3 separate regions of the Danio rerio genome follow, and all the other regions are linked to region 2. The links are chromatin contacts, called in public Hi-C maps. All regions are on one chromosome and are shown on one strand. Each heading gives the region's core, a stretch centred on a gene start, on an enhancer-like site or on the middle of the called end of the contact. The rest is flanking DNA. Distances are from core to core; before and after follow the strand shown. Region 1 holds the start of nus1 (NUS1 dehydrodolichyl diphosphate synthase subunit). Region 2 holds the start of dcbld1 (discoidin, CUB and LCCL domain containing 1). Region 3 holds the start of igf2r (insulin-like growth factor 2 receptor).

Region 1 (2,700 bases), core at 80-2,579, 140 kb before region 2:
AAATGAACATTTTACATCAACATTAGAATGAAACTCAAAAATTGTTTAATAGGATTAAATTAATTCATAAAAAAAAACACTTCTTTGGACTTGCTGGTGAGGAAATATTTTTGTTGCTAAGACCAGACATATTTTCCCTCTATATATTATTTCAATAGGAGATTACACGGGACAATGTAACAACCTTTGCAATAAAAAGAGATCTAATTTTGTAATTTGTAAACACTAAAGTATTTCAGCAAAACACTAGATCTGCCTGAATCATGAGTGCTGAAGAAACAGCAGGTGACTGAACGCATGTGACTTCAGTCCACTTCCCTTATGAACTCATTCAAGTCTATTTGTATAGAAACACAATAATTATTGTTTCAAGGTAGCTTTACAAAAGGTGCACATTACTGAATTACTATCAAATTCGGAAAAGTTAAGGTTATTAGGTACCCTAACTTTATTAGTAACCAATAACTTTAACTAATTAACTAGCAATGATTATGTATGGAAGGTAATTCCTGCCACTTTTAACCAAATCAAATAAAATTAAAATATAAATCAGAATGAAATTGTTAATCTGGTTTTCATTCTATTTTCCAATATTTATTTAAAATTGGTAGGAATTACCTTTCATTATTAATAGCTTTTAACAGTTAAAGTTGCTACATATAAACATAGTTGTCCTGTAGTTATATAGTATATAGATGATGTCTACGTGTAATGTTACGTTCAATAAACTATATTTGTGTATTATTAACTTAAGTGTATGTGTTGTCCTCGAAGTCTTCAAATTCTTGGCATTATCTTTTCACAAGAATCCAAATTCATAAGAATCATAAAAGTCTTACCTTGATTATCATAAACACTGACATACGAGATGCCCACTGCCATACACCAGACCACCAGATTGGCAATATCCGTGTAGTGGATCTCCTCCTCGGTCACCAATAGCCCCACATGAAGAGGCAGCTTCTCTAACGTCCTGCCATCGGCTCCCCAGCGAACCCTGCGGCTGGTCCGTGTGCCTTTGGGTCCTGTTTTTTTCTGGTTATGAAAGCCAAGGGCAAGGGGCAATAATAAGTCCACCACGGCCAGTTTCCACCTCCAGATGTGGACTCGGAACCAGGCGACAATCGCGCGCTGGAGATACAACAGCGCGTGCAAAAACCGCCACACCATCTCATACAGCGAAGCCATCGCGTTAACGTCTTCAAACGCCTTCCTAGCTTAATTTTCGTATCGTATTTTTGCGTGTGTTCCTCATATTAAAGTAGTGCGTGAATTTATGAGCGTTGGTGGACACAGAAAATTGCCATTTTGGTCAGTGCCAACACCGCAGCCCGTCGGCTGCCATTTCTTCATCCTGGCAACCTTTCCACTCTGAACCCGCTGCTGTGTGACATGGAGCTTTCTGATTGGACAGATGAGAGAGCGTCAGCAGGTCATGCAAAGCGCTGTTCTGAGATCGGTTTTAAGGACTGCCCTGGAAGAGACTGATGGGAGAAGAACACTCGAAGGCTGATCTCAGAACTAAATCAAATACACTGATTTAGCATTCGTGAGATGGTGAAATGTGATTGGCTGCTGTTCCGGTAATAGAATATGTGTAAATCATATTAACTTGATTTATAAATATAAAACGTTCAGCTTTTTTACTTTAAAATATACTTTATATATCTATGTAATTTTTTTTTCATTGAAACAACTTTTAACGCTTATTAAATTATTATTTCAGACAACACTGCAACTTTATATTTCACATACTATTTTAACACTTTATCTATTAACAAATTCCTTACTTCAAAAATATTAACGTTAAATTTAAATATGTATGTAAATATTTCGAAAAGAAGCTTACATTACATGCACTCTAAAAAAAACATTGAGTTATTTATTTAACCCTATGGTTGAGTTAAACATATTTAGTGCTTTGTTGGGTTATTTTTATCCTTTATCGGGTTATTTATTAATAACTCAACCAGTTGAGTTAAATATTTGGCGCTTTGTTGGGTTATTTTTAACCTTTATTTTGGGTGTTTATTTAATAACTCAACCAGTTGCCAGTTGGGTTAAAATTTAGAATTTCTACTATCAACTGATTTAACTGACACAAAACAGCTGTATTGTGCGTGCATAATCTTGTTTTTGCATTATAAAGTTGATTTAAGCTATAACGCAATCATTTTGTTTTTTTTTTTTTTTAAACAAATTACCTCTGTGTCGTGGTTTTTATATCTGTTTTACCCTCCAAGACCATCTTTTCGAAGCGTTTGGATGTGGTTAAAATGTATTGCACATTGTGGACACTGAGTGAAGCCTGCTGTTGCTGCTGGACAGCCTCTACAGCACACACAGAGCTCCATATTCTGTACATGATTTTCTGCTTGCACAGTATATAACTGTCTGCACTTTGTTCTTCATTGTTTGTAATTCCTGATTTATTTTAACAAAAGTGTCTGGAACTAAAATGAAATGGAAATAAAGCATTTTCAATATTTTTATACATTTTTTATTTAGCCAGCCATTATTATAAAATCAATAGTAGCACTAGTAATAGTAGCAATAGTAATACCAGAATGGAAAAAATAACAACATTTAATCAAAATAAACCAATGCATTGGGTTAAATTAGATAATCCAATGCATTGGGTTAAAAATAACCTATATTTGAGAAGGAGCTATAATAACCTAAAGTTGGGTTATAGGTTGG
Region 2 (2,700 bases), core at 74-2,573:
CAATGACTATCAAAGTACAACAATGTTTATGGTAAAATAAATATTGCTAATGTTGTTTTGAAGTCATTCATACATGTGATTTCAGACCAAATACTCAAAGTACCATGGTAATGAAGTTGTCACTGAATGAATGTGTGAATATAAAACCAACTTTACCCTAATGCAGTTCAGACCATCCAAGCCACTTTTGACTGAAATACAGCCCCAATGTGAAGGTGAGGGAAAGTTGCCCTCATGGACAACATGTTGTATTAACTCCTGTTATAATACAGTCAACTTATTTATTGAGGTAAAGTTGGTTTTTAATTTCCACATTCGAACTTTCTCCTTAATAATATAGCTTCATAAAAGTATTCTTGGCAAATTCAGAACTTGGAAATCGTATTAGCAGCCAATGACTATCAAAGTACAACAATGTTCACAGTCAAATTAATAGTGCTAAAGTTGTTTTGTAATCATGTGTGGGATTTTAAACCAAATATTCAAAGTACCATGGTAATGAAGTTGTCACCTCTATTTTATTTCACAATGCAGATCAGACCATCCGAGCCACGTTTGTCTGCAATACAGTCCCAATGTGAAGGTGATGGAAAGTTGCCCTCATGGACAACATGTTGTGTTAACTGCTGTTACAATACAGTCAACATTTTTATAGTGAACTAAAGTTGACACCAACCATCTTATCGATCAACCAAACCTGGAGTTTAACGATATCGGTGTTAACTCTTACAGGTTTTATGAGTTAATAGGATTTCCAGGTTGAAAAAGCTACTTCGGTTTTCCTCAGGCAAATAAATAAACAACACGAAACATAAACAGAAATCCCAAGTCAACATGCTAAGCCTATATGATAGCACATAAACACACCTTCTGATAAATTTAAATACAATACGTCTTACAAGAGAGCTTACAGGATCAATCTGAAGCAACTAACTTTTACACATTATAACTCCCCAGAAGCTGAGGTATGATTACTGAAAAAAAAAGATTTAAAACCACAAAAGCATGTTAAACACAAACAGCTCAAAGTCCTCCAGCAGAAACCTCTGACGCCTCAACAAACAGACCCTTTTGTTTGCGATCATCTGCCGTGTTTTTTATTGTTCACTTACCCGGTTTCTCGGCGAGCACGAGCGGGTGAATTGAATATAAGAGAATCAGTCCATACAGAACGGTGTGTCCAGACATTTCCACTTAAATCCGCAGTGAATGAGAGTAAAACGCGAAGGCACATTGGAGAAGCGTCACGGGAGCATGTTTACCGGGGGAAACTCGTGTACGTGTGTGTGTGTTTGTCCGCGCGGATCCCCGGACCGCCTTGAATGAACTCTTTTCTCTTCCGTGTTTCTCCCACAGGCGGCACCAAGCGGTCACTGAACCAGTCTGACGGCTCTCTCTAGACTAGAGTCAGGCTGTTAATAGGATAATAGTTGTGGAAATGATACTGAGGAGCCATGCATTGTTATGCCTTGCAAAGTTTTTTATTAAACTATTAGATTTTTTTTAAATAGTTTGCATCTTCCATTTTATTCACTTGTTTATTTGCGTATTTTATTTATATCATTAGTTTTATGTCTTGAAAAAGTATTTATTAAACTATTAGATTTTTTTTTGCATTTTCGATTTTATTTACTTGTTTAATTTTCTTTATTTTATTTATATCATTAGTTGTATGTCTTGGAAAAGTTTTATTAAACTATTAGATTTTTTTTGCATCTGATCTTCCATTTAATTTACTTAATTTTATTTATCTGTCTTTTAGACGTAAATTATAGGCTAACATTAAAACGTGTATCTTTCATCAATTTTATAATATAATATAAAAAAACAAAGATAAACATAAACACTTTATTCTACAAGATGCGATGATATAATAATGGTAAATATTAATGATGTAATGTACTAGAATATTGCAATTATATAATAATGGTAACTAATATTTTGGTATTTTTAGCATTAGTAGTAATGTTGTATATCATAGAAACAAAATATGTTAAATATATAATATGGTGACACTGTACTGGATAAGCTGACGGTTCATTCCGCTGTGGCGACTCCAGATTAATAAAGGGACTAATATTATTAAAAATGGTTAATAATATTTTGCCATTTTTAGAATTAGTAATAATGTTGCATATCATAGAAAAATAATGTTAAATATATAATATTTAGAGTTTTTTTCTTTTTGTAATTTTTTGTATTATTCAGTAGCGATGGGGCAAACTGCAAGAATAGAGGGACAGTAAGTGGGAATTGTAGAATCCACAGATACAGAACCACTGTGGGTAAGTCATCCTTTTCAGTGAAAGGTTTACATCATGGAATGCCATGCCTGTTGAATTAAAGATACAAACAGAACTCCCAGTTTTTTTTTTCCTGAAAAGCTAAATAAATGGTTGAAATCTTTACAGCAACATGAACATTAAATATTATTCTTTCAGGTTGGTCAGGTTTACAATTCTCTTTAGAATGCAGATTGACTTACATTTTTTGTTTGTGGCTCTGTATACTGCACGTTTGTTGTTGTTTTTATTTGTTGATTTGTATTTATTTTTTAATGTAAAGCCTAACCAGGGACAAGGGCTGCAAATTAGCTTCATGCAGTATATGCCCTATGTATGCGGCATCGGTTGTCTTTGTCTGACAATGTCAAGTGTATTGTCCCTGTTAAATAAACAAACAAATAAAATAAAACATTAT
Region 3 (2,700 bases), core at 28-2,527, 190 kb after region 2:
TTAGCCTAAATATATTATTTTACACGACATAAATATAAAACAGATGTGTATTTTTAAGCGATTTAAATTGTCAAATATGTTATGGTTAGTTTTTCAGAAATGGCTTTTTTCCTAATCATAAGTACATTTACACTACGCAAGAAATGATATAAAACAACTGTATTTTAAAGATATTTTTCAGGTTAGGCTATATTAATTTAATTCGTCAGATATAATAGTTCGTATAACGTTAGCCTATTATTCTACTCGACACGAGAAATTATGTTTATAAAACAAATTTGTATTTTTGAGATATTCTACAAAGCTAAATCTTCAGACATTGTATTTAAATTTTTTTTCTAAAATTGACTTTATATGTTAGCCCACTCGTTTACACGACACAAGAAATGATATAAACCAGAAATTTGTTGGCCTATTTTAAGATATTCTTCAAGTAATAGCCTATTTATATCTATTGATAGCTATTAATAATGTTCTATGACCTAAGTAACCATAATAATGTTACTTAGCCTATTCTTTTACACAACACGGACATAAGAAATAATAAAACAAATGTAGATATTCATCAAGTAATCAACTTGTTAGAGGTAATAGTTCCAGTTAGTTTTTTTCGAAAATGACTCTAGAAATCATAAATAACGCTAGCCTGTTCTTTTACACGACACAAGAAATGTGTATTTGTAAGCAAGCAATTTCAATCGTCAGATTTCAGTTATAGTTAGTTTTTCGAAAATGACTTATTTCCTAATTATAAATATACTTTTACACGATGCAAGAAATTATATAAAACAGAAATGTGTATTTTTAAGATATTTTTCAAGTAATATCAATTTAATTAGAGATGATAGTTAAAGTAAGTGTTTCCAAAATTACTTAAGTAATCATAAATACGACACGAGAAATGATATGAAACAAGAAATGTATATTTTAAAGATTTTTTTCAAGCAATTTAAATCGCCAAAGATAATTGGTTGTGTTTTTCGAAAATGACTCTCCTAATCACAAATATTCTTTTACGCAACGCAAGAAATGATAAAAATCATCTGAATGGCACACACGGAAATGTGAATGGCCTGCTAAGCCCAGCCCCCTTTTTATCGTGCTCAAACTTCAAAATCTTTCTGGGTCATTCTAGCTCTATGCACCACGTGACCTGTACCACATGTCATGTCATGTGACTGTGAGTGGTTCCTGCTACACGGGTAATGATCAGTAATCAGAAAGGACTGCTGTATCATGTCGGAAGAAGCGCACTAATAAATTTCCTTGTGTAAAATATGGGTCGTGTTGGATTTTGCGGAGTCGCTGCTACTGTTATTATTAATACTTTTCTATTTCTACAATGCGTGTCGTCAGCGGCGGCTTCGGATGACAGCCTATGGTACCAGGATCTGTGCAGGTGAGATCCTAAATAAACAAACACTCTTAACGATGATCTTTGCTGGATAGGATTGACGAGTATCACATAAACACTCGTTAAGATGTGATTAATTAAGATTAAACGTGTTTTACTTTCCTGTTTATTGCAATTTATATGATGATAGAGTGATAGTTGTGGCCCTGACTGCATTTAGGTATCTAGACCCAACCTATGAAGTAAAGTTGGTTGCAAATGATAAAATTTTTTAACAGTAACACGTTCTTTATATTGTTTACCAAGCTATTTTAAATATTCCGTCTGTAATCACATACATGCATGACTTCAAAACAATATTAGTACAATTTTATTGACTGTGAACACTGTTGGTGTTCGATAGTCATTGCATTTACAACTTGTGACACCGTCTCTATTTTGTTTACCACTCTAGTTTGAATATTCGGTCTGAAATCTCATGCAAGTCTGACTTTAAAACAGCATTAGGATTATTAAGTCAAAATATGTTAATATAAAACCAACTTTACATCAATGTCACTGGGTGCTAATATGATTTCCCTGTTTAGAATTTGCAAATAATACTTTTCTGAAACTATTATTAAAAAGAAAGTACGAATGTGCGAATATAAACCAGCTTTACCTCAATGACCCAAATTAACAGCACAATAGATAGATACTTTTGCCAAATCAGACAATGAAATGTATTCATTTAGGCACTGGCCTTCTTTTTATGATTGAGCCTTCATGTCATGTTGCTGATGTCAATTCTGCTCAAGATGTTTGATTCTTTGTGCAAGTTACTTAAAAAAAATGTAATCGATTACATAATCATTGCGATGTTTCAATTACTTTTCTAATTACTTAGTCTGAAACGTAATTTGGTTGCTTGATATGTAATAGAAAGTAATGTCTGATTATGGAATCTTGGCTCAATTTTTTTACATTTGAGTCAAACAGTATTGTTTATTTTAGTTTAAAATATATATGTACAGTATATATATTAGGGCTGCACAATATATCGATATCTCAATGTGATCATTCGCAATGGTCACATCACGAGTATATGCAGTGTGGAGTCTGGATTATAATTAACCATTTCTCGAGTGTTTTTGAGGCCTGTGACTGGTGGGGGGGTTAAAAGCATCCAGGCTTAACAAATTGTACCATGTGCAACATTGACAAATGAATATCGATTACAGTATATTATCTACAGTATTCATTGGCATTTTATTTTTCAATTACTGTATATCTGAATACGGTTCAACTGTATCTTTTTCTTGATTGAATTTATGCTTTTAGATTTGTTCTTATATTTTTTGCTCTCC

Evidence for each region. Hi-C and Micro-C count contacts between places; a contact is called where the count stands out from the background.
Region 1: a Hi-C map of an unstated tissue shows a contact between it and region 2, with 6 times the contacts expected there. The contact joins the promoter of nus1 here to the promoter of dcbld1 in region 2. A contact is called at or near these places in 1 of 18 Hi-C or Micro-C datasets (an unstated tissue) and 1 of 4 datasets of contacts at active chromatin or transcription factors (gastrula embryo).
Region 3: a contact with region 2 is called in a Hi-C map of hematopoietic stem cells, with 4 times the contacts expected there. The contact joins the promoter of igf2r here to the promoter of dcbld1 in region 2. A contact is called at or near these places in 4 of 18 Hi-C or Micro-C datasets (caudal fin, embryo, hematopoietic stem cells and 1 more) and 1 of 4 datasets of contacts at active chromatin or transcription factors (embryo).

The regions. Positions count from the first base shown.
Region 1 is chr20:45,536,146-45,538,845 of GRCz12tu, forward strand. nus1 (NUS1 dehydrodolichyl diphosphate synthase subunit) reads right to left here and starts at 1,330. Exons shown (of 5, transcript NM_001002356.1): 1 at 840-1,330. The coding sequence starts at 1,188.
Region 2 is chr20:45,674,288-45,676,987 of GRCz12tu, forward strand. dcbld1 (discoidin, CUB and LCCL domain containing 1) reads right to left here and starts at 1,324. Exons shown (of 15, transcript NM_001039977.2): 1 at 1,113-1,324. The coding sequence starts at 1,188.
Region 3 is chr20:45,861,751-45,864,450 of GRCz12tu, forward strand. igf2r (insulin-like growth factor 2 receptor) reads left to right here and starts at 1,278. Exons shown (of 47, transcript NM_001039627.2): 1 at 1,278-1,399. The coding sequence starts at 1,278.